6 separate regions of the Mus musculus genome follow, and regions 2, 3, 4, 5 and 6 are each linked to region 1. The links are chromatin contacts, called in public ChIA-PET and promoter capture Hi-C maps. All regions are on one chromosome and are shown on one strand. Each heading gives the region's core, a stretch centred on a gene start, on an enhancer-like site or on the middle of the called end of the contact. The rest is flanking DNA. Distances are from core to core; before and after follow the strand shown.

What was found. Promoter capture Hi-C pulls out the DNA fragments that hold promoters and counts their contacts. ChIA-PET counts read pairs in DNA pulled down with a chosen protein or histone mark. Capture Hi-C pulls out chosen DNA fragments and counts their contacts.
Region 2: an RNA polymerase II ChIA-PET map of memory CD8 T cells shows a contact between it and region 1, with 34 read pairs. The contact joins the promoter of Higd2a here to the promoter of Uimc1 in region 1. A contact is called at or near these places in 8 of 39 promoter capture datasets (cranial neural crest, embryonic stem cells, erythroid cells and 5 more), 1 of 115 datasets of contacts at active chromatin or transcription factors (memory CD8 T cells) and 1 of 9 other capture datasets (adipose tissue).
Region 3: a promoter capture Hi-C map of liver shows a contact between it and region 1, with 4 times the contacts expected there. The contact joins the promoter of Dok3 here to the promoter of Uimc1 in region 1. A contact is called at or near these places in 6 of 39 promoter capture datasets (embryonic stem cells, hippocampal neurons, liver and 2 more), 2 of 484 Hi-C or Micro-C datasets (embryonic stem cells and neutrophils), 1 of 115 datasets of contacts at active chromatin or transcription factors (microglia) and 1 of 9 other capture datasets (liver).
Region 4: a promoter capture Hi-C map of second pharyngeal arch cranial neural crest shows a contact between it and region 1, with 7 times the contacts expected there. The contact joins the promoter of Sncb here to the promoter of Uimc1 in region 1. A contact is called at or near these places in 12 of 39 promoter capture datasets (the SN4741 cell line, cranial neural crest, embryonic stem cells and 5 more), 1 of 484 Hi-C or Micro-C datasets (embryonic stem cells), 14 of 115 datasets of contacts at active chromatin or transcription factors (SST interneurons, embryonic basal ganglia, embryonic forebrain and 8 more) and 3 of 9 other capture datasets (adipose tissue, liver and macrophages).
Region 5: a contact with region 1 is called in a promoter capture Hi-C map of pancreatic islet. The contact joins the promoter of Pfn3 here to the promoter of Uimc1 in region 1. A contact is called at or near these places in 1 of 115 datasets of contacts at active chromatin or transcription factors (memory CD8 T cells) and 2 of 9 other capture datasets (liver and pancreatic islet).
Region 6: a promoter capture Hi-C map of hippocampal neurons shows a contact between it and region 1, with 3 times the contacts expected there. The contact joins the enhancer-like site here to the promoter of Uimc1 in region 1. A contact is called at or near these places in 2 of 39 promoter capture datasets (cranial neural crest and hippocampal neurons), 5 of 115 datasets of contacts at active chromatin or transcription factors (the NIH/3T3 cell line, embryonic basal ganglia, embryonic hindbrain and 2 more) and 3 of 9 other capture datasets (adipose tissue, liver and macrophages).

The regions. Positions count from the first base shown.
Region 1 is chr13:55,098,011-55,101,974 of GRCm38.p6, reverse strand. It overlaps Uimc1 (ubiquitin interaction motif containing 1), which reads left to right and starts at 1,675. Exons shown (of 15, transcript NM_011307.3): 1 at 1,675-1,778.
Region 2 is chr13:54,588,183-54,592,146 of GRCm38.p6, reverse strand. Higd2a (HIG1 domain family, member 2A) reads right to left here and starts at 1,916. Exons shown (of 2, transcript NM_025933.3): 1 at 1,728-1,916; 2 at 1,000-1,423. The coding sequence starts at 1,881. The coding sequence ends at 1,257. Nop16 (NOP16 nucleolar protein) reads left to right here and starts at 2,073. Exons shown (of 5, transcript NM_178605.4): 1 at 2,073-2,286; 2 at 2,376-2,484; 3 at 3,480-3,549. The coding sequence starts at 2,180.
Region 3 is chr13:55,526,274-55,530,237 of GRCm38.p6, reverse strand. It overlaps Dok3 (docking protein 3), which reads left to right and starts at 1,700. Exons shown (of 5, transcript NM_013739.2): 1 at 1,700-1,789; 2 at 2,601-2,906. The coding sequence starts at 1,724.
Region 4 is chr13:54,764,898-54,768,861 of GRCm38.p6, reverse strand. Sncb (synuclein, beta) reads left to right here and starts at 2,267. Exons shown (of 6, transcript NM_033610.3): 1 at 2,267-2,557; 2 at 3,170-3,299. The coding sequence starts at 3,179.
Region 5 is chr13:55,413,274-55,417,237 of GRCm38.p6, reverse strand. It overlaps Pfn3 (profilin 3), which reads left to right and starts at 2,006. Exons shown (of 1, transcript NM_029303.2): 1 at 2,006-2,550. The coding sequence starts at 2,072. The coding sequence ends at 2,485. It overlaps Slc34a1 (solute carrier family 34 (sodium phosphate), member 1), which reads right to left. Exons shown (of 13, transcript NM_011392.2): 13 at 2,543-3,964. The coding sequence ends at 3,601.
Region 6 is chr13:54,835,475-54,839,438 of GRCm38.p6, reverse strand. No RefSeq gene overlaps it. Among named protein-coding and RNA genes, the nearest start is that of Gm40959, 37 kb to the left of the region's middle. Within about 2 kb of position 1,743, at least 27 of the 459 cell types and tissues checked have an H3K27ac peak or open chromatin away from gene starts, as enhancers often do. A contact at or near this core is called in embryonic limb bud and hippocampal neurons, where this site is marked.

The DNA.
Region 1 (3,964 bases), core at 426-2,925:
CAATCAAGCTCTCCCAATAAATGTGTGCAGAAGGCAGCATTGGTTCTTCGCAAGACAAAAACCAGTTCAGACCAGATCGGCCTTTCTGTTCTTCATATCTGAATAAATCGGTCACACACTTAAAATAGAGACTGCTCAGAGATGGGAGTGTGCACAGCCTGATGCTGGCTCGGGTGGAGGATTTGAGATTGCAGGGTGTGTTGGAGAGGAACCCGTGTCAAGTACATACAGATAAAGGAGCGGAGCTGCCAAGTGGAATGCAGCCCCGCTTGGCTTATTACTTGGGCAGCTCGGGCCAGAGTCAAAGTTGTGGCATGTGTCGTTAGTCCTGGTTTTTGACCCCTAGCTGAGGTCCTGTTTATTCCACTTTCTATTTGTCTCCTCCTCCCATTGCTTTATCATTACCACGATGTATCCATCTATCATCTGGTCCATTAACCTATGCTTTTAGGAGTACTGTTTCCCACAAACTATGAACTACTTTTTGTAAGCTTATGAAAAGCATATGAGAGTGTTCACATTTGTTGGCTTGCTATAATTTCAGTGAGACTACCCACCACCGTCACCACCACCATCCCCTTTTTGGGAGAGGTGGGGAAACGGACCTACCAATGCCTTCTGAGTTCTGAGATAAAAGTCCTGGCTTCAGTAAGATTTTTTTTTAAGATTTATTTTTATGTATATGAGTACACTGTAGCTGTCTTCAGAAGAGGGCATCAGATCTCATTACAGATGGTTACCATGTGGTTGCTGGGAACTGAACTCAGGATCTCTGGAAGAGCAGTCAGTACTCTTAACCACTGAGCCATCTCTCCAGCCCCTTCAGTAAGATTTTTTTGTTTGTTTGTTTTGTTTTGTTTTTTGTTTTTTTGTTTTTTTTTGAGACAGGGTTTCTCTGTATAGCCCTGGCTGTCCTGGAACTCACTTTGTAGACCAGGCTGGCCTCGAACTCAGAAATCTGCCTGCCTCTGCCTCCTGAGTGCTGAGATTAAAGGCGTGCGCCACCACGCCCAGCTTAGTAAGATTTTTTTAGGCGCTATCAAACCTTGAGTTTTATTTGTTAAATTTTATTGTAGGAATATTTCATATTTTATTCACCTTTGACATTTCTGCTGTTGCCTTTTTTTTTTTTTCCTCCTCAAGGAAATGGACTTTCTGGAGCATATATTTCAAGGAAATATATGTTGTAGAAATTTCAGTATTATTATTATTATTTTAGTTTTTTTTTTTTTTTTTACTTTTTATTGGTTCTTTGTGGATTTCACATCATGCACTCCATCCCACTCATCTCCCCCTACAATCATACCCGCCCTCCACTCTTGTAATCTCTCCTTAGCAGAGAGCAAGATTCAGTATTTTTGTGTTTTAGGATGCTTAAATTCCGCTAAGACGATCAGACATTAATTAACATTATACCATCTGAGAGTTTCTAACTAGTCATGTGAACATTTAATTTGAACGTAATTTTGGATTCATGCAAATAAATTAACCAGAGGAAGCTTGATGCAGCAGAGCTTATTTCGAAGGGTGTCTAGGGACCCTATTGGCTTTCTTTGGTTTCCCCTAAACCCCTCTCTTAACAGCACTCAGGGACCCAGGAACTGTGTGAGCATACAGCGGCCCACAGGGCTCCGCGCCTGCGCGCCCCGCCCCTCGCCCCGCCCCTCCCCGCCCCTGCCGCCTCGCGCCGCCGCGCGGGCTCTCCTCTTTCTAAAGAGTTGCGGCCGCTCGCGACCCCCAGCGTTCAGGAGGCGCTGGGCGGCGCTGCCAGATCCGCGGTGAGTACGCGTCGCCTCTGCACTCCGCGGCCGTCGGGGCCGCCTGCTTCTCGCTGTCTGCCGGGCGGCTGCCGCTGCTCCCGAGGCGCGCCTCGCAGCGACTAGGCCTCTCGGCCGGGCGGAAGCCGATGCCGGCCGGGTCGCTCTCGCAGCTGCCGGGCAGCCCGGGCGCTCGCGCCCCCCGGGGTTCCCCTCCCTCTGCGGGCGGCGGTCGTCGTCCGGAGCGCCCTCTCTTGCTATCCGAGCTTCCTGGTAGCCTGGTCGCCCGCCCGGCTAACGGACCGTCCGAGGACCGCCTAGGCCCGCTGCCTGCCCCACGTTACTTTGCTTGTCTTGTGGTAGTTGGCTTCATTAGTTCTTCGGCCGCCCGAGACACCGCTACCACCCGGGTCTCTCTGTGTAGCTCTGGTTGGCTTTGAACTCACAGGGTACCCAAGATGGCTTCTATAGAACTCGCCAACCTCCTGCCTCAGTCTCCCGAGAAATATTTTCCCCTGGAAATCTATCATTTACCACTTAACGTAGCCAGTCGAGCCTAGTGCGTTTCTCTCGTGGCTGATGACAGGCGGTGTGTCAGAAACCTGTGAGACCAGAGCGTTGGTCCTCTCAGAGATGGAGTTGGGTGTGAATCTGGACCACTTCGCTCCAGGCTTCTTGCATGTAGTCATCATATGATGTACGGGCAACGCTGCGGAAAAAGTGAGCCCAATGGTTAGGGTGTTGTTGGGTTTGTAGCACAGTCAAAGAAAGTCTACTTGTGGAGCCAGACGCATGAGTGTCATTTCCCGGCATAGCCACTTGCCAACTCCTTTTTTACTAAAGTTCCTAATGTGTTAGGGCGCGTTAGGGTTCTTGAGAGAAACAACCTCAGTATTGGGTGTGAGAAACCTACAAGTTTGTCTATTGATTCAGGCAGTGATAACTTATTGCTCCGGGTGCGTTTGAAATCTTTTATTTTTGCACACTTGTGGGCACACTGGGTGTGAACACACACACGGGCACACACACACACCACCCTCCACCACTACACCGATGTTAGTGGGAATCTTCTTAAATGTCTCTCCATCTTAATTGGGGCAGGGTCTCTTGGAGTTGGTTGGTATGTCTGGCTGGCTTCCTCGGGGATCCCCCTACTCACTATCCACCTGCTGGAATTTACCCACTGAATAATCTCCCCTGAATTCTGTTGCTATATGTGTATGTATGTGTGTGTGTAAGAGAGAGAGAGAGAGAGAGAGAGAGAGAGAGAGAGAGAGAGAGAGAGAGAGATTTTATAGGTATGCATTTACTTTACTCAGTTACAGAAACAAATCACTTTTAATTGTAATCAATTGATAAAGGAGTTTATTCTATCAAGCTTTCTCACTTCTTCTTTTGTGCTGGAGATCAACTCCAAGAGCCTTGTGCATTTATAAGTTTTATTTTATGTTTTTGAGACAAAGTCTCACTATATAGTTCTGCCTGGCCTGAAAATTGCTATGTAGACCATGCTGGCTCAAACTTACAGGGATCCTCCTGCTTCTGCCTCCCAAGTGGTGGAATTCAAGGCTCTATTATTGTTATTATTATTATTATTATTATTATTACTACTACTACTACTACTACTACTATTATTACTGGTTTTTCGAGACAGGGTTTCTCTGTGTAGCCCTGGCTGTCCTGGAACTCACTCTGTAGACTAGGCTGGCCTCAAACTCAGAAATCCGCCTGCCTCTGCCTCCCAAGTGCTGGGATTAAAGGCATGTGTCACCACTGTCCAGCTGGCTATGTTTTTTTAATAAAATAAAGATAAATTTTATTTTAAATTTTAAAATAAAAAATAATTTAAAAAATTGTTAGAACCTGCACTCCTGTGTACATGTATACACAGACACACTTAAAAATATTAAAAAGCTGGGCAGTGGTGGCGCACACCTTTGGGAGGCAGAGGCAGGTGGATTTCTGAGTTCGAGGCCAGCTGGTCTACAAAGTGAGTTCCAGGACAGCCTGGGCTATACAGAGAAACCCTGTCTCGAAAAACAAAACAAAACAAAAAAAATGGGCTGGAGAGATTGCTCAGCAGTTAAGAGCATTGACTAATCTTCTGGAGGTCCTGAGTTCAAATCCCAGCAACCACAGGGTAGCTCACAACCATCCGCAGTGAGATCTGGCGCCCTCTTCTGGTGTGTCTGAAGACAGCTACAGTG
Region 2 (3,964 bases), core at 667-3,166, 510 kb after region 1:
AGATACAAACACCTAGCTCTAGTCACGGACCTTCCACTCAGAGATTGAAAACATGTCAGGGCCCAAGAAATGTATCTTCACTTTCTTCCCTTTCCCCTTCAGGAGGTATTCAGAGAGGCAGGGTGACCCATGGGAGGATTCGGTTCCTCAAAGCAACACAGTGACTACAGATCACAAATGCCTTTGAGACGCCTGTGTCAAAAGCTGGAGTGGTAAAGAGATCAGCAGAGTGGAGGGTCGCAGAGGAGGCTGCACCGGAGTAAGAGAAGTAGTCAAAGAATGGTGGTGGTGTGTGTTTGAACATCCTGACTCACAACAGGACCACGACAGGCCTCATCTACAGGCTACAGAAACTTGGAAATTGCTGGCAAACTTTCCCGTATTACATCAAACAGCTCACTGAATTAGAATCCCAAGAATGAACATTTGGGAATCTCTACTTTTAACCAGTGCCCCAAGTAACTTGACAGTGCCGAGGAAAGTTTGGATAGCACTAGGCTCTATGTTCCTCTTTCACAACTGGAGAATAAACCTCCGGCCTCACAATCACTATGTACTGTACTGCTGAGCTGTACCCTCAGGCCATTTTAAATGATACAGAGTCTAAGTTACTCTACTGAGTGATCTTGCATTTTTTTTTTTTTCCGAGACAGGGTTTCGAGACAGGCTCTGTATAGCCCTGGCTGTCCTGGAACTCACTCTGTAGACTAGGCTGGCCTCAAACTCAGAAACCCACCTGCCTCTGCCTCCCAAGCGCTGGGATTAAAGGCATGTGCCACCACTGCCCGGTGATCTTGAACTCTTGAAGTCATGTGCAGTCAGGCAAGATTCTTTCTTCTCCCTCAACCTTCAGAACAGTTAAGGCAATAGGCATGCACTGTCAGACCTAGCTGATTTTTAAAGGCCAGTCCTACTGACAGCCTGTTCCCTCTTAAAAATTTAAAGGAAAAATCATGGTTTTGATCGTAGGAATGAGATTAAGAAATAGTTCATCACATACAAGTGTAATAAGCTTTTATTAAGTAATTAAGGGGACGCATCACAAATAGAAGCATGCAACCCAACTGAAATGAACCTGGGATTTTGGGAGCGGGAGGGGGCAGCGGTGGAAGCGCAAATCAGTTACAAAATCGGCCACTTCCTCACCCAAATGACAATAAGGTCCGGTCTGAAACGGAGGGAGCAAGTCTGACAGGGATGTCTGTTGTTCCTGGGTTTTGTAATGGTTTCCATGGCGCTTTAAGACCCGGCTATACTCAGGCTTGAGACTTCATAGCAGATGCCGCTAACCCCAACAAGATGGCTACGACCGTGAAACCCTGTGCAGCGATCCGGGTGCGCATCATGAGTTGGGATCGGTGGCTCTGGCCGCGGTGGAAGCAGTAAAGGCCATAGGTGAGGGCAGCCGCCGTCCCCAGACAGCCTGGGGAGAGGACAACACACGCGGGAGGCAACAGGTCGGGTCCTGCAGGTCCCTTAAGGATGTAGCCCGTCCCAGCTTTCCCAGAGCCACAACAGGAGGGCAGTTCTACAGTCTGCTTCATCTAGTCCCAAGCCCCGCAATGCATTCCGATTCGTTTCAGTCACCCCCCACCCCGCACCGTCATTTCGTCACACCTCTGGTCCGCTCCCCTTCCCAAACCCCAGGCTTACTTGATCCACCCCTATTTCCTTTCCCTACGAAACCGCTGTCCTCTCGGTCTTCCGTTCCTACAGCACACACTTACCTATAGGCACCATTGGGTTCTCACGGGTCTTGCGAATAAACTTTTCCTTAAAGCCCTCTGGGTTGGAGTAGACCGTGGGGCTGAAGCCCTCGATAACTGGGGGCTTGGACGGATCAAAAGGCGCCTCTGGACTCACAGGACCGGGAGCCGCCATACCCACCAGCACAGAAATAGGTAGGACACAAATCCGGACACCGGACCCCGCCTTCTGATGAGGTCACTACGGGGCGGGGAAATAGCTTGCTGAGTGTAGCACGCAGGCGCCATTGCCCGTTGCTTTCTGGGAGTTGTAGTAAGTGAATGTGGAGGCACTAACTACTAAAACTACATTTCCCAAGAATCCTTGCGCGCACGGGTGGACGGAGACTATTAACACGCGGCTCTGAGAGCGTGGTTCTTGAGTTTGAGCTGCTGTTTCAAGGGTTTGAGCTGCTGTTGGGGCAGTTAGCGAGATGCCCAAGGCTAAGGGAAAGACTCGGAGGCAGAAGTTCGGTTACAACGTCAACCGAAAGCGTCTGAACCGGAATGCTCGTCGGAAGGCAGCGCCACGGATTGAGTGGTGAGGGGCCAGTTTGGAGGCGGGGGCCTGGGCTGGGATCTAAGGTGAGGTGACAGAATCTCGATTTCTCTCTCTCTCTTTGATGTTAGTTCCCACATACGACATGCCTGGGACCACACCAAATCCGTGCGGCAGAACCTGGCGGAGATGGGGTTGGCCATGGACCCCAACAAGGCGGTTCCCCTCCGTAAGAAGAAGGTACTGATAACGCAAAGCACTTTCCCCATCTCCACACTAGCCGCTTCCTATTTTCCTTCCCACCTGACGTTCCTTCACTGAGCAGAGTTTCAGAATTTGTTCTCTCTCTCTCTCTCTCTCTCTCTCTCTCTCACACACACACACACACACTTACTTCCCATATTTGTGATAAAGTCATTTTGCTTGCACTAATTCTGGTCAAAGACCTTTAACGACCTCCTTTATTCACGCCCCCTCCTCTGCTTACCATTTCTTCTCAGGTCAGTGGAATTTTCTAGAATGTATCTTTTTCTGTCCCCCAGAGCTTGAGGGGTTTTTTTTGTTTTGTTGTTTTTTCGTTTTTCGAGACAGGGTTTTTCTGTATAGCCCTGGCTGTGCTGGAACTTACTTTGTAGACCAGGCTGGCCTCGAACTCAGAAATCTGCCTGCCTCTGCCTCCCAAGTGCTGGGATTAAAGGCGTGCACCAACACCCCCCGGCTTACCCCAAGAGTTTTTTTTTTTTTTTTTTTTTTTTTAGTAAAATTATAACTAAGCACTGGCAGGTAAGTCCTCCCCATGAAGAAGCTATCGGACATGGCTCCCTGTAACTTATAAAGCGCTCTTCATGCACATGGTTTTTGTGGTGCTACTACACAGCAGAGTAAGGAAAGCATAGATATAGGCAGAAAGATGAATTGCTTGTTAAAAATATTACTGTGGGTGTCATATGCAACTGTATGAACATATCATGTGTGGTGTGACATGTGAGTGTGAGCATTAACATACCATGTGTGGTGTGACATGTGAGTGTGAGCATGAGCATACTGTGTGTGGTATGACATGTGAGTGTGAGCATGAACATACCGTGTGTGGTGTGATCTGGTTCTAGTGACTTTGGGCAAGGATTTTCTGATACAAGACATAGTTGTGTTTCCATAGGGAATGTCCTTCCCTAACGTTGGTCAAACTCTGACCAAAGGTGCTTGTCTGTTGGTCTCAAACCTGTTCTTTACAGGTAAAGGCCATGGAGGTAGACACGGAGGAGCGACCCCGGGATCTTGTACGGAAGCCCTATGTGGTAAATGGTGAGTGTGGGCTGTGTTCTTCTACCGTCCTGTCCTCTCTCATGTAGAAAGGGCACTCTGACTCTTCACTCTACAGCCAGAGAGCCCAAGATTCAAAGAGAGAGAAACGAAGAAGTCCAGGGTTCACAAGTAGTACTGTGCCCTGGCTGAGTTGTTTTCCAGCTAATATTGATGAGATTTCAATGGATGAACTAAGGTAGTAGACGCTCATACAAGCTAGAACTGGGTGTCTGAAAGGACGAAGAAGAAGGTCTCAGGCTTGTGCCCAGTTTCTCATGACTCGAGAGCTTGGCCTGTCATTTAGTCTGTCCAGTGATACATTTACTCCCCATGTGTTCCTGCTGTAGAGAGAGGCACACACCCTGCAGGAAAGAGAATATTCTTTGTTTGTTTGTTTGTTTGTTTGTTTGTTTCA
Region 3 (3,964 bases), core at 451-2,950, 430 kb before region 1:
GGGAGTCACTGTTAGGGGGTCACAGGGAAATGTTTGTGTCCCTGGTTTCCCTCCTGTCTGACACTGCCATCAGCTTTAGTCTTCCTGTAATGGCTGCCCTCCCTGCCTGTGCAAGTTCCCAGCCAGAAGTCCTCTGCTCTGTCTGCTGAGGAAGTGGCAGATGCCACAGAACTGTCATTCTGGCCACAGGCACCCTCTAACTCTGTCCTGCCCCATTCTTCCCTGGGCTATAAAGACAAACCAGCCAGGCTGATGCTGCCACAGCTGGGGAGCCACAGGTAAGATGTGTACATGCAGATGTTGCAAGACTGGCTGGCCCACCAACCAGGACGTCATCTTGCAGTAAGAAGGCCAAAGGAAAGGTACAGCAGGTTGCAGGTGTCTCCTCGTAGCCCTTCTGCACGGGGACTCTGCAAGGCTTGTGCTGACTCAGCAAAGGCAGCAGTTGCTCAGGCTGGCTGTCACTCGGTGTGTGGCCTCAGGCAAGTTACTCAAGTTATCAGCCTTGATTTCCTCATCGCTGAACTGTCAATGAGAAAAGAGGGCAGAATCAGGCTGTATGAGCTTAGAGCTGCCTGGGCCACAACCACGGTGGGCATGGAGCCAGGTGCCAAAGGTCTCGTGGATGTATTTCCATGTGTACTGTGTGACACCCCCACCCCCAAACAGCATTCCTCAGCTGGGTTACAGCATTCTTACCCAAGGTGACATTACACAGGTGACAAGATACTTCCATAATTTGTATTCATGCAAAGCCCCAATACTGGCCTCCAACAAGGCAGGTCAGGTGGGGTAGGGCAAAGCCACTGGGCAGGAAGCAACCCTTTAAAGCATGTGACCTCCCTGGGGAGCATACTGGGGGCCTGCCGCCTACACTCATGACAAACAGTGAGACTGGATATGGAGCCCTTGTGGCCTGCTGCCTAAAATGTCTGTTGTGTGGGGCTTCACTCTCCAGCCTTGGAGAGCAGTCAGGGAAGGCCTCCAGGAGGAAGCAGCTACCTGTGGCAGGGCAGAGCAGTGGTAAGGGGTGCCCAGAAGGGCCTCATCTGAAGAACTGCACTTCAGGGATTAAAGGCAAGCAAGAACAAATGGTGTGGAGTTGCCCAGACTAGACTCAAGGGAACAACAGAATTGGTGGACACAGCCAGGGAGGGTCCAGGCGGTGTGAAGATCGAGAGAAGAAAGTGAGCTTTAGAAATATTTCTGAGTGATAACAGCAGTTGCCTTAGCACACGCAAGGCCCTGGGTTGATCCCAGTTTTACAAGAGAGGCAAATGTGCCACTCAGAATGGCAGCCAGTTGAGCAATGTGGAAAGAGAAGGGGCCAAGGCTGTGCACTCCCCTCCTCACGGTACACAGCTGGCTGGGAATGGGGGAGAGTTCGGAGCTCATGACTCAGGGTGTCCACCCTGTGGTCAGACACTCAGATCCGGCTGATCCAGGTGCATGTGCAAGAGGAGGTCCTTGCCCTGCACCCCATCCCCGACCCCACTGGCCTCAAGCTCCCCATAGGCAGGTATGGTCTCCTTGGAGCAGCAAGAACCCTAAGGGAGAGATTGGTTCTGAGCACTGTCCCTTAAGTGAAGCCCGGGCTCCCCTCCCCCTGGCCCTGCAGCTGTCTCTGGACAGAGGGAGGGGGAAGTGGCCAAAAAACGAGAAGTAAGAGAAGTTCCTGTCCAGCCTGTACCAGTCTCCCCGGAACTTCAGAACTGCGGTGGCCATGGAGTCTGTGGAGCCCCCGGTCAAAGACGGCATCCTCTACCAGCAGCACGTAAAGTTTGGCAAGGTGGGAACCCCAGGCTGCCAGCCGTGGGCAGAGGAGGGAAACCCCTGCTTAGCCACAGCTTAACTAGACCTGAGGGAACTGGGGACGGGGTCTGGGTGAGGTGAAACCCGGCAATTTGAGAGTGGAGGCTCTTGGCCCAAGAAGGTTAGGGATGAAGCATCCTTTGTAAGACTGCTTCATATAGTGGTAGAGATGCCCAGACCACGAGAGGACTATAAGAATCAAAACCTATGTATATAATGGCTCCAAGGCTCCTGGAGAAGGCCAGGGCCTGTATGGCAGGAGCCCTCCGAGGATGGAGCAGACAAAGGCTGGTTCTCCAGGTACTGGGGAGGAGATGGGGTGAGGATTCGTTTTTTTATTTTTTTCTCCTTGAGCATCAGACTGTACACCCACAGTTGAGCTACAGCTGCGCCTGGGCAGATAAACCGTCTGTTTCCTTCGCTAGATGTCATTTGCATGTTTCCTTCCTTACCAGCATGAAGCAGAGGCCGGCTTCCCACCCCACCCAGCCCATGGCCCAAGTGCCCTTTTGGGTTGTGTAACAACAGTGTCAGTTGCTCTGCTCCAACCACTAGATACTATTAACTGTGCAGGTCATCCAGATGAAGGCAAGGTGTGATTTGAACTCAGGGCTGACCAACCCCAAGTATGGACTTCTCCTTGCCTACCCCAGCCCCAGCAAGGCCTCCTCCTTCCTCTGTAGCCCAAAGTCTTAGGAAGGCAGAAGTCAGCCAGCCAGTTGCTAAGCAGCTTGCACAGAGCCAAAGGGCAGGGGTGGCTTTCTTCCCAAGGGTCTCCTTTCTTACAGAAATGCTGGCGCAAAGTGTGGGCTCTGCTGTATGCGGGAGGCCCATCAGGGGTAGCTCGGCTAGAAAGCTGGGACGTGCGTGATGGTGGCCTGGGACCAGCAGGCGACAGGTCCACAGGGCCCAGCCGTCGAGGGGAACGCCGGGTCATACGCTTGGCTGACTGTGTATCTGTCCTGCCTGCGGATGGCGAGAGCTGTCCCAGGGACACTGGTGCCTTCCTGATTACCACCACTGAGCGAAGCCACCTGTTGGCTGCACAGCACCGCCAGTCCTGGGTGGACCCCATCTGTCAGCTGGCCTTCCCGGTGAGTATGACATGAACTAGCCTGCTGGGACCACCTCACCCCGCTCACCCATGTCCTTGCTTAGTCAGATCCTGCCACATGGTAAACATTGCCAAACCCTGTGAATATGAGCAACAGCTTAGAAACCCATAGAAGGATCCTATATTCTATGCATGTTATAGAGAAAATGAAACCGTAGGTCAGGAGGATGTGTGGGCCTGAGCCCTGAATGACAAGAGCAAGCCCCCAAGGCAGTGGTCTGAGACAGGTGTCTGAGCCAAATGGACAGGTACTGGAATACAATGGTATCATGAGCAAAGGCCCTGGGGCAGGAAAACATGGTGTGTGTAAAGGAGCAGAAGTAGGCCAACCAGCGGCTTAGGCACACAAGTGTGAAGACATTGGAATGTTCAGTGAGAGCCTATTGAATCCACTTTGGGCCACGTGTGGGTGAGAGGTTTTCTGATGGACCAAAGGGGATGGCTTTGGGTATTAAAGCCAGAGACTAATGGTGGTAAAGTCTCTGGGTTCATGACAGAAGAGACAAACACGCCTGACTTCCTCAGCAAGTTGATCTTGGGAGGCAGAGCAGCTGGAGAGATGGCTCAGTAGTTAAGAGCACTGGCTGCTCTGTGGAGGGCCTGGGTTCAATTCCCAGCACTCACATGGCAGCTCACAACTATAAGTCCCAGGGGTTCAGACACCCCTTTCTGACCTCCATGGGCACTGTACGTATGTGGCACACAGACACAGCATCCTTACATATAACAATAGGTAGTAACCACTTTAAAAAAAAATCCATCAGCCAGGCGTGGTGGCACACGCCTTTAATCCCAGCACTCGGAGGCAGAGGCAGGTGGATTTCTGAGTTCAAGGCCAGCCTGTTCTACAAAGTGAGTTCCAGGACAGCCAGGGCTACACAGAGAAACCCTGTCTCGAAAAAACAAAAACAAAAAAAAAAAAAAAAAAAAAATCCATCATGACGTCATTATACGGCTGCCGTTCTCCCACTTGACATATAGCCCAGAGAATGAAAGGTGTGGGCAGAACGTGGGCCAGTGCTCACGGCAGCACTGTGT
Region 4 (3,964 bases), core at 1,018-3,517, 330 kb after region 1:
TTTCTGCCCACTTCCGAGGCAATTCAGTTATGGTTTTGTGGCTGTCATTAAAGAGTCCTGTCTTTCCTGGCGATGGATGTGTACAGACATCCCTGGGTACCCTCAGAGATTGATTCCAGGACCCACGGCAGGCACCGAAATCAGTGGATGCTCAAGGCCCTCATGTATAATGGTGTGACAATGTACATAGGCTGCACCCCACCTTCTGCAGACTCTAATCACCCTGGAGGACTTCTATGACCTGACACAGCAGGGTGCTAGGTAACTATCACTTAAAAGATAACGACAAAAAATTATGTGTTCAGCATAGATAATGTTTGTTTACATAATTTTCCTTCTTGTTTAAAATTTGTTTTTTTTTAAATTCTGTATATATGTGTACACACACACACACACACACACACACACACACACACACACAAGAGCACATCCCACAGGCCTGTGGAGACAAGAAGATTCCCTGTAGCTAGAATTATACCTGGTGGTGAACAGCCTCATGAGGGCACTGGGAACTGAACTCTGGTCCTCTGGAAGAACAGTCACTGGGCCATCTCTCCAGCTGGTCTTCTTGATTGGTTGTTGGTTGAGTCTAAGGTTGCAGAACCCTTTGATAGAAAAGATCAACTATATGTGTATATTTGTATGGAACATGTTTGTATATAATACATATGGTCTGTGATAAACACTTAATAGTGTGCACATATACACTTATATCTAATATATACAAATACTTATATACAATAAACAGATTGCTATGCATAAAACTATATTCTTACATATAACTTGTTAAATATGTAAGTATGTAATATAATTTTCTATGTATCGAAATCAGCTTGCTCAACACCTACAATCTTTGCACCGGCTTCTCACTAACACCATCTTTACTCATTAGTGTGTTGTTGATACGTGGGGTGGGGGCAGGGGAGAGACAGCTCATGGCTCCCAACCACACCATCACACTGTGCCACTGGGTGGATGTGCTATAAGGAAGTAACCAGATCTCTAAGAGGACGTTTAGAGCATTGTCAGTGTTTCCTACAGTGACTGTCCCGGCCCACGTGTAAGTGTGCACACGCAAGAATAGAGATCCGCAGGGTGAGTTCCTGGAAGGGGCACTGCTGATCCAAAAGGAGCATGCATTTATAGTCCTAGGAAACACTGCCAAACTGGCCTTCTTAAAGCCTCTGCCAACTTACAGCCCTACCACAGCCATGAGCATCCCCCCCCCCCCCGTGCCCTACTGTCTGCTGTTGGCACACCTCATCTCTCAAACGCCCAGACCAGCACTTCTGCCACCACTGCCCTCATCTGTGTTATATATCGTTAGCTTAAAACGCTCTTCTGATCTTGTTCCCGAGGGAAAACCTTACCCACCCCACGAGCCCCAAACTAAGTGCCACTTCCTTTTTACTTCTTTCCCTGACTCCCTGAGCTCACAGGGTCCCTTTCATCTGGGATGCCACACCTGCTTGGGTATAATTCTTTTATAGAACTGACTGAGGTCCTGCCGTGCATCTGGAATGCCCTCCCATAACCATAAACCATATGCTCTTGTCTGGGTCTTGAGCAGGTTGCACTGCATCCTGACTGCCCGTCAGCATGGTGGTGCCTCCCAGCCTTTGCCCTTGAGGGTCTGGTTCTGTGGATCTCACCCCCACCTGTCTAGGCCTACCTTGTTGCTTCTCCCGGATCTGTCTATTCCAAGTCGTTTCTTGGAAGAGGCCTTTGCTGTCTACCTACTTTGCCTCAAGTCCATTTCTTACATCAGCATTTCTCTGTCTTCCTATCTACTCTCACAGGCTGAAGTAACCCTGTATGATTCAAGTGTGGATACATTGATTTTGTTTCCTGCCTCTTGTCTCTGCACAGCCATGAGCGCGTCTTCCTGAGATACGAACCCTGCTTTTCTTTAGCACTGTTTCCACCCAACCTGCACCACCCATCCAAGCGGTGCCTAGAAGGGCATTGACTCCCTCCATTGGTTCTACAGAAGAGGAACCTTGCGTTTCAAAAGGTGAGGTAGGTAGTTCAAGATCCCACAGCTACTAACAAACGCAGCTAGGATTGGAATCGCTCTGAACTTCCAAGCCAACCGCATAATTTCTACACCAGTCCTCTCTCGCCGCATTGCCACCTCCCACCATCCTCAAAGACTACTCTTCTCCAGCACTAGGGTCCCCGGCTGCACGTCAGAGGCCCTCCCCTGGAGGCTCGCCTGCTCTGGGGAGATGTCACCCTCCCCGCCCCCTGTCAGTCAGGCGGAGGGGGCGGCGCGGCCACCAGGGGGGAGTGCTGAGCTCAGAGCTGCCGCAGCGCCGGAGCAGGAGCCGGAGCGGAGCCGGAGCGCGCGAGTAGCATCCTTGGTGGCAGAGCACCCAAGGCCAGAGCACTGCTGCACTCCAGCTCAGGAAAGGTGACTCAAGAGCCTGACCACGGCAGGACACCACTGGCCCCGAGTCCATCCATACCCAGCGTAGCCCAGCCCCGCGCATCTGCTCGCAGTAGCAGCCGCTGCCGCCACCACAGCTCCATCCCCCAGCCCGGCCCCGAAACCCAGGTGAGGCTCCGGAAAGAGCACCGAACTGGGGATCCAGGGGGATCTGGGGTAAGATGAGGAGCGGGATGGAGACTGCCCTGGGAGAAACGTGGGCACAGAAAAGGAAAGCGCTAAGCGGGCGCGGGCAGGTGCACTGCAGGATGCGCGTCTGTCCTCTCTGATTGCTACAGTCTGGGTGGACGTGCGGACGTGCGTCCGTGCCCGTGTGCCGGAGTGTCCATGCGCTTCTAAACGCCCCGTGTTCTGTGTGTGTGCACGTGAGCATGTCCATGGTGTGTGTTTGTATGCAGACCGTGTGACTGTTGTGTGTACAGACAGGCCCCGGTGTTCGCGCCGAGCCTAGCTTCCGGTTCTGCGGGCCTGCAGGTTGCAGATCTCCGGATAACTGAGGTGCTGGCCCCTCCCCGCATCCCGGGGTTTCAAGGACGCTAGGACTCGCCGCAGCATAGCTCTGAGGCCTAGACCTGGGAAGTAGAGAGGGTAGGAGGGGGCTCCCGGCCCAGAAGCGCGCCAAGTCTGAGGAAGGGAGGGAGGGGGCACCAGGTCCCCTGGGAGGGCCCGAGTGAGGGTGCAGAGCCAGCGCCCCGGCACTTGTGTGTTCGCCCTCCCCAGGCCGCCAGGATGGACGTGTTCATGAAGGGCCTGTCCATGGCCAAGGAGGGCGTTGTGGCTGCAGCTGAGAAAACCAAGCAGGGGGTCACCGAGGCAGCAGAGAAGACCAAGGAAGGCGTCCTCTATGTCGGTGGGCAAGGGGCTGCAGGGCTGGGTATCTCCTGAGGGTACCAGAAAGGGTCCTCAGAGTGATTGAGGGGTCTGGGCATGAGAATATGAGTCAGCAGATGGGCGAGGTCAGTAGGGGTCACTGGGGACACAGCCAGTCCATGGAATTGGGAGGTGGGGATGGGATGGGAGCTGGTGGAGATGATGTTCAAATGAAAAACCAGGGACCAAGGTGTTGAGCTCTCCAGAGTTTCCTTTTTCTTACCCCGTCATCACTATTAATAGTGACCTGGTGGGGAACCTTTACCTGAGGCCAAGAGCAATGAAATGCTATAGCATCTAACATTCCTGGGCTAGTCTACAGATCAGCGACTCTGGGGCCCTCTGTTAACCACTCTGCCCAAGGTCACACAGCTGGTAAAGCCAGAAGCCCGGGTATAAATCCCGCTGGAAAGCCCCACTTTCCTGGTTATTGGCGGGCTCTCTCCAGCTACCAGCCCCCGCCCCCCCCCCCCACACACACACAGCCTGTGGTTTTACCTTGGCAGTCTCTCCAGTTCATCGTCCCAGCAGCTGCCAGCTGGTATCAGGACAAAGGTCGGGAGGTTAATATCTCTCACCCAAAGTGTGAAAGGGGAGTTTGTAAGGGTTATTTGCATAATGAGAGAAAAGGGCTGGAAATGGAAG
Region 5 (3,964 bases), core at 757-3,256, 310 kb before region 1:
TTGGTCTAGCCAGGCCCTCTGTCAACTGCACTGTACTGACTGCGCTACACTCCCCGTCCTTACACCCATCTTTGCACAGCATCTTACTGCATAGCTTTTGTCTGGCCTGTGACTTGCTAGGTAGCCTTGAACTTGTACAGATCCCCTTGCTTCATGAGTGACAGGTTTAAGTACAAGCCACCATGTCTGGCTTTTTTTTTTTTTTTTAATTAAGAAAAAAAAATGGGGCTGGTGAGATGGCTCAGTGGGTAAGAGCACCCAACTGCTCTTCTGAAGGTCTGGAGTTCAAATCCCAGCAACCACATGGTGGCTCACAACCATCCGTAATGAGATCTGATGCCCTCTTCTGGAGCGTCTGAAGACAGCTACAGTGTACTTACATGTAATAAATAAATAAATAAATAAATAAATCTTAAAAAAAAAAAGAAAAAAATGTGGTTTGTGTTATGAGTGTGTCACAGTGTGGTGTGAAGGTCAGAGCACAACTCTGTGGAGCCAGTTCTCTCCTTCTGCCTTTGTGGGGGCTCTGGTGATAAAACTCAGGCCACCAGGCTTATAAGACAATGCACCCTTACTGTCTGAGCCTTTTTTTTTTTTTTTTATGGTTTTTCGAGACAGGCTTTCTCTGTGTAGCCCTGGCTGTCCTGGAACTCACTTTGTAGACCAGGCTGGCCTCGAACTCAGAAATCCGCCCGCCTCTGCCTCCTGAATGCTGGGATTAAAGGCGTGCACCACCATGCCTGGCACTTTTTTAATAATTAAAAACCTGAGAATTTGGGCTGGAGAGAGAATGACTCAGTGGTTAAGAGCACGGACTGCTCTTCCAGAGGTCCTGAGTTCAATTCCCAGCAATCACATGATGGCTCACAACCATCTGTAATGGGATCCAATGCCCTCTTCTGGTATGTCTGAAGACAGCGACATTGTACTCATATACATAAAATAAATACATTTCTTTTATTATATCTAAGTACACTGTAGCTGTCTTCAGATGCACCGGAAGAGAGCGTCAGAGCTCATTAAGGATGGTTGTGAGCCACCATGTGGTTGCTGGGATTTGAACTCAGGACCTTCAGAAGAGCAGTCAGTGCTCTTAACCACTGAGCCATCTCTCCAGTCCTAAATGTGTCTTTAAAAAAAAAAAAGTTAAAATTTCAAGACTTTTGAGCTGGTGAGATGGCTCAGTGGGTAAGAGCACCCGACTGCTCTTCCGAAGGTCCGAAGTTCAAATCCCAGCAACCACATGGTGGCTCACAACCACCCGTAATGAGATCTGATGCCCTCTTCTGGTGTGTCTGAAGACAGCTACAGTGTACTTACATATAATAAATAAATCTTAAAAAAATTTTTTCAAGACTTTTAAATTGCTGGGCAGTGGTGGCGCATGCCTTTAATCCCAGCACTCGGAGGAAGAGGCAGGCGGATTTCTGAGTTCGAGGCCAGCCTGGTCTACAAAGTGAGTTCCAGGACAGCCAGGGCTATACAGAGAAAAAACAAAAAACAAAACAAAAACAAAAAAAATCAAGACTTTTATGTGTTTCTGTGGACATGAGTGCAGGTGCCCAAGCAAGCCAGATGCACTGCTTTACCTGGGTGCTGGGAATTGAACTCTGGTCCTCTGAAAATGGCACTCAGTTGCGGGACCTTTTTTTATTTATTTTTTTATTTTATTTTATTTTAAATCATGTGTGTGTTTGTGTGTGAGCTTGCCTCAGGAGTTGTCAGATCTCTCGAGTGGGAGTTACAGGCTTTGTAGGCCAAAAGAGGTGATGCTGGGAACGGAACTCAGGCTCTGTGTAATGAATGCTCTTTCTTAACGCTGAGCCACCTTTCCAGCCTCTCATCCATCTTCTTCCATTTCCTCCTACATGCTACTTTTAGAACCGCCCCCGAACCCCCACCAACTCTACCGCCCTCTCCTTCTCCTCCTAGTTAGATGTTCTGTGACGTTTGCCTTACGTCACAGCCCCGCCCTGCGAACTTCGGGCATGCTGCCAGTGTTCTTAGCTCTGAATGCAGCCGGCCACCCCCCCTAATGCAAGCACAAGTTGCTGGGACTGACTGAGCGGAGATGAGTGACTGGAAGGGCTACATCAGTGCAGTGCTGCGGGATCAGCGGATCGATGACGTGGCTATCGTGGGCCACTCGGACAATCGCTGTGTGTGGGCATCACGGCCTGGGGGTCTGCTGGCTGCCATCTCCCCGCAGGAGGTGGGTGTGCTCACCGGGCCAGACCGGCACACCTTTCTGCAGACGGGTCTGAGCGTGGCAGGCCGCCGCTGCTGCGTTATCCGTGACTACCTGCTGGCCGAGGGTGACGGCGTACTGGATGCGCGCACCAAGGGGCTAGACGGGCGTGCAATCTGTGTGGGCCACACGCCACGGGCGCTCCTGGTGCTCATGGGCAGACGAGGCGTGCATGGAGGCATCCTCAATAAGACAGTGCACGATCTGATTGGTGGGCTGCGTGAGCAGTGCTCTTAGTAGGACAGCTAGACCGCCCGTGGTTGGTAGGGAGACCAGAATAAACCGTGAACTGGGTGCTCTGAGAGGTATCCTCTGTGTATTTGTGAGGAGTTGCAAACAAGAAAACTAGCTTATGGGGAGATTCTTGCAGAACAAAATAATCCTGGTGGTCCTCCAGGCCTCCTGGGCCCTGTTCCCTACTCCTGTGGTAGATGCCATATAGAGGCCTTTGGTCCTGGCACCTTCCCAGGGTTCCAGAGACCCCACACCTGATTAGGAATATTGGGGTGGCAAATTCTCAAACTCTACCTCAGGCTTCAGCAATCTTTCTCACAGAACTTTCCACACAAGTAGGCTTCACAGTGAACAACGGAGTGTCTCTCAGCATCTCCCTCCCCAGCACACACCAGCCAAGGTCTGTGGGATTCAGACTAAAGGCGAGTGTCCCTCTGTATGCTTGGAGATTTGGCTCCATGATACCTCAGAATACTTAAATCCTCAGGTGCTCAAGTCTCTTTTATAAAGCGACAGTGTTTGCAAAGAATCAACCTGCATCCCCTGGTGTGTGACCTCCAGGTGATTTAGATACCCAATATAAAAGCCATGTAAAGAATTATTGTGCCGTAGGGGTAAGGAATATGATTTCTTTAAAAAAGCCCATATATGATCAGGACAGATGCAACTTTCAACTTTTTTTTTCTATGCACAGTTAGCAGAATTGGCAGAAGTAAGGCCCATGTATACAGAAGGCCAGCTGTTCTTCTGTCCCTCCTGTTGGTACAAGAGTTGTGAGAAGATGAGAGGGTATAGCTGACTCTTTCCAGAAAAGTTTGGAGACTCCCTAGGCATCTGCACCCCCCTGTACCCACACAGTGTACTCACATTACACCCGCACTAATGGTCACACAGGCTCAGTACCTAGCATGTATTTGTGCACACTACCTCTTAATTACAAAAGCCCATGCCACTGTGGCCCTTAATATGCACAGGTACCCAAGGGTGGCACAAAAGCATGTACCTCAAGTGACACGCATCTACACATGTGTGCACACACACACACATGCTCTGTCTTTCTACTGTGGGCATTGTAAAAATACCACTCCTCGTTCCAGGCAGTAGTCGGGGCCTGTAGCCTAGAGACGGGTGGCATTGTGGTGAGCAGGCAGTGCCAGGCGGGGGGAGGGCGTGGCTGGGGGAAGCTCCTCCAGGAAGACTCTAGGGGGAAGTTGGGGTGAACGGGGCTCGGGCCTGGCATAACACAAGGTGGCTCTTGTGATAAGGCCATCCAGGGGCTGCAAAGAGTGCATCCAGCGAGGTAGGAAGTCCCATGTCTGCAGCCACTTGGGGAGGTGCCCGGGACTTCGGCTCTGCAGGACATTAACAAGCACCACAAAGGCCAGTAGAGCCCCAAAGGGCGTGCCCACTCCGACCATAGCCTGCCAGCCTGCCATGGAAATGCCAAACACCAGCGAGGGCAAGAGCAGGAAGCACACGAGC
Region 6 (3,964 bases), core at 494-2,993, 260 kb after region 1:
CTGGGGCTGTCACGTGACTCTGGCATGCCCAATCAGAAGATTTGTATTCCTCCTGCTTGTTGACTGGTCCTGGCTGGACACAGTGATGTAGTAAGTAATCCATCAAGTCTCAAATGGACTTTTGCTGCCTTTGTTGAGAGAGGGAGAGGCAGACTTTCTTCCTCCCGTGTGCTATCACCCAGCCTTGGGATGGAGCTAAGGTAGACATGAGCGTGCAGGAGACAGCAAAGCCTGCAGCTCTAGACGGCTGCAGGCCTGACCCTGCAAGGCTCTGAGCTCCTGAATATGAACACATGAAGAAGACCATTTCTTCTCACTCTATAAAACCTGCTTGCAGCTTCTTCAAGTAAATTTAAGCTTCCTCCTCTCCAAAGAAGCCAGCAGATCTCACGAACGGAAACCATTACAGGTTTGTACGCCACCTGCGCAAGAGATCCGCATTGGCAAAACCACTTTCCATTGTGAAAGCCAGCACCTAACATTCAGTAGGCGCTCACTAAGTGCTGGTGGGATAAATGAACGACTGCAGAGAAGCAAGCTAATCGTTCATCAAGTTTATGGATGACATGAAATTGGGAGCAGTTTCTAGCCAGAGGTTAAAATCATAAAGCAGATTGGCTTTCGCAAATGAGGCTGTGGCAAGACAGAATCGGAATTGGATGACGTTCATTAAGTAACCAGTTTGAGGAAGTCGTCGCCGGGAGGATGCGAGAGCTGGAGACATGAATGTTTCTGTGCACGTTGCCACGCAAGCTGTGGGTGGCAGGCTGGACGTGGAGGGAAAGAAGCTGATTCTCAAGGGCTGGGCTGGAAACAGGGTCAAGGCCAGTTCCCAAGCTCCGGAGACACCCTTGTCCTAAGACCTGCATCTAGGAAGCCACCTCGAACCGTATCTGGGGAGACATAGGCGATTTGAGGAAGCACGGGACAGATCAGAATTCAGGAGTGAGGGTAAAAACAGAGATTGCTGAATCTCGAAGGAAGAAAACCCGATTTTCCAGCAGATTTTAAAGGCAGGAGCCATTCCCAGGCTGGAGAGGATAGCATTTCTAGAAGGATCTCAGGCAGAAAAGAATAGGCTGGGAGACCAGTGCAGTTCTTCCCCCACCCCTCCACGCGCCCATCATCTTTCCAACCCCTCACCTCCCCAACCCTCCACCCTCCCACCCCCACTGCAAATGGGAACAGCCTGCAGCTTCAGGAACACCCCCGCAGCTTTGGGAGCCCCCCCCACACCCTGCAGCCTCGAGACCTCACACACATACAACCTTAGGAGCACCCCTCCATGCCTCAGGAGCCCCAGCCTCCCACTCCCGCAGCCTTGGGAGCCCCCACCCACCCCGCTGCAGCCTCGGGAGCCCCTGACATCCTGCTGCAGATTTGGGAGCCCCCCTACAGCCAGCGGCAGCCTCAGGAGCTCCACCACCCCTGCTGTTTACACTTTTATCTGTTGCAATGAAAACCATGATGTGTGTGCCGCTGTATTGATTGTGCCTTTTAGATTTTTATGTCATTGTGGAAAGCAGCAATTATAGTCGTCTGCTCTGGAGGGAGCAAATGGCCCCGAGGGAGGACTTAAAAGGCAGCCCAAGGGGTCTCCGGATCTGGAGCTGGGGTATAGAGGGGCCACGGGAACCTGAGAAGAGGAAGGTTCAACACACCCTCTCTCTTGGTTATGGGACGTTTATTAGGTGCTGGTGATGTGCCCTGTAACTCGGCAGTAGTGGTGTCCCCTCCGTGCACCTCCTCCCCCTCCCCCTACAGAAGCCTTCCAGTGGCTTCCTGTCTGCATCTGAAACAGATCCACTATGCTAGCGCCATCTGGCCTCACCTCCCACTCTCCCGTCGCTCACTGCCTGTTTCCTGACCTGCCCATTTGCCTCTGTGCCAAGGCCTTTCTTTATGGCCACTGTTGCCACTGTCCAGGCTTTTCCCAACCTCTGCCCTGTGTGCAGCTACACACTCAGGTCCCAGCCCGGGACTCACTTCTACAAGGTTCCACCATAAAGATCCAGGCCTCACACGCCAACTCATGTCACATGTGCCAACTGTCTCCATCACATCCCCTTCACGTCATAGCATCTACATTCGAAATTACTGTCCTCTGTCAGTCCCTCATCTCTCCCCACCCCTACAACTCCCCCCCCCAAACATAAACACAAGAAGAATAGGGACCTCACTCTTTGGTTTTGGCAAAAGAATTCTTGGCACACAGCCGTGAGCAAAATGCCTAGCCCAGTTAATAGAGAGTGAGGCTCAGAAAATGTATCCAAATACCTACAAAAGACCCATCTATTCTCCAGAGAGTGATTGACTACAGACTGCTTGCTCTGTGGTAATCTTCCTCCGGGATACTCATGGCTTGTGTGTCACATGGTTGCTTCTTCTGTGGTCATTTGACATTTAAAGCAAGAAGGAGAGGACAAAACCCAAAATCCAAGTCTTCCTATTTAAGTTTGGCCCTTTTTATATAGGGCCTTCCCTATTACCAGGGCGTCATTCATGGAGAGCCTGTGAATCTCTGTCTCATTAGCCAGATCTGTGCCACCCGCTGCCAGGCAGACTGGCAACCAGACTCCACACAGGTGTAAGCTACCATGTGGATTGGACAACATCGTTGAGTGAACAGCCACAGTGACGGCCACAGAGAGGTGAGATTTCTTGCTCAAGGCCATGATTGTAAGCAGCAGGAGTGAGACTTGAGCCCTGTTTGTCTGATTCCAATATGTGGCTGCTCCCATCTCACACACACACACACACACACACACACACACACACACACACACACGGCTGCTGGCATCCTGGCCCCCAGTTGGAGAGGAAAGATAATCCAGTCAGGCGAGCGAGCAGGCAGGTGCAAAGCCTGTGTGTTGCATTGCACCTATGCTGGAGTTGCCCACTCATCTCTCTGTCCCTCCCTCCAATGGATGAGTCTGGGCATCTATCCCAAACTCGGGGCACAGCAGTCCACTCAGGACCTGAACCCCCTCCCCCCCATTCGCCCTCCTCTGACCACACGGGCTGGCTCTTTCTTGCCCAGCGTCTCTGTGTATGCCGAACTGTCGGCCCACCCTCTGAGCACCCGAGGTCATGGTCTCTAATTCTCTTTGTCCCTGAGTCATGCAACGCCAACAATGTGCCCAGGAAGATGTGAGGTGGCCAAATCCTGTCCTTGCAGAGTTCACACTTTTGAGGTGGGAATAGATAACATACAAACAACTGAAGCAGTCAGACCACATGCAGCGGGATCAATGCTCTGAAAGCAACAAGCCACTTTCAGGTGAACCTGGCTAAGAGGTTGTGGTGGACAGAATGGCCCCGTCCCCCTAAAGATGTTCACACACTATTCCCAAACTCTAGGTGTGTTACCTGGCCAAGTGAAAGTGAATTTGAAGGGGCTGGAGAGATGGCTTGATGGTTAAAAGTTCTGATTTCTCTTCCAGAGGGCCTGAGTTCAATTCCCAGCAATCACATGGTGGCTCACAACCATCTGTAATGTGATCAGATGCCCTCTTCTGCTGTGTCTGAAGACAGTGACAGTGTACTCATATACATAAAATAAATAAATCTTTAAAAAGGAAAGGAAGGAAAGAAAGAAAGAGAGAGAGAGACAGAGACAGAGACAGAGAGAGAAAAAGAAAGAAAGAAAGAAAGAAAGAAAGAAAGAAAGAAAGAAAGAAAGAAAGAAAGAAAGAAAGGAAGGAAGAAAGAAAGGAAGAAAGAAAAAGAGTGAATTTGAACCTGGAATTAAGGGGTGTCTGCAAAAGAATTGGGCTGGCCTTGTGCTGGGTTCCTTATCTATGAAGGCTTGGCATCTGCAGGCTACAGAAACATCTCTTTTGTCTGAGGTCAGGGCCAGGGCTGGGTGAGTGGGGAAGATCAACTATGTGACTGGGAGGTTCAAAGGTTAAGTCAAAAGGTATCAGCCCAAGTTCTGGAGCGGGGAAGAGAGGCCAAAGACAGA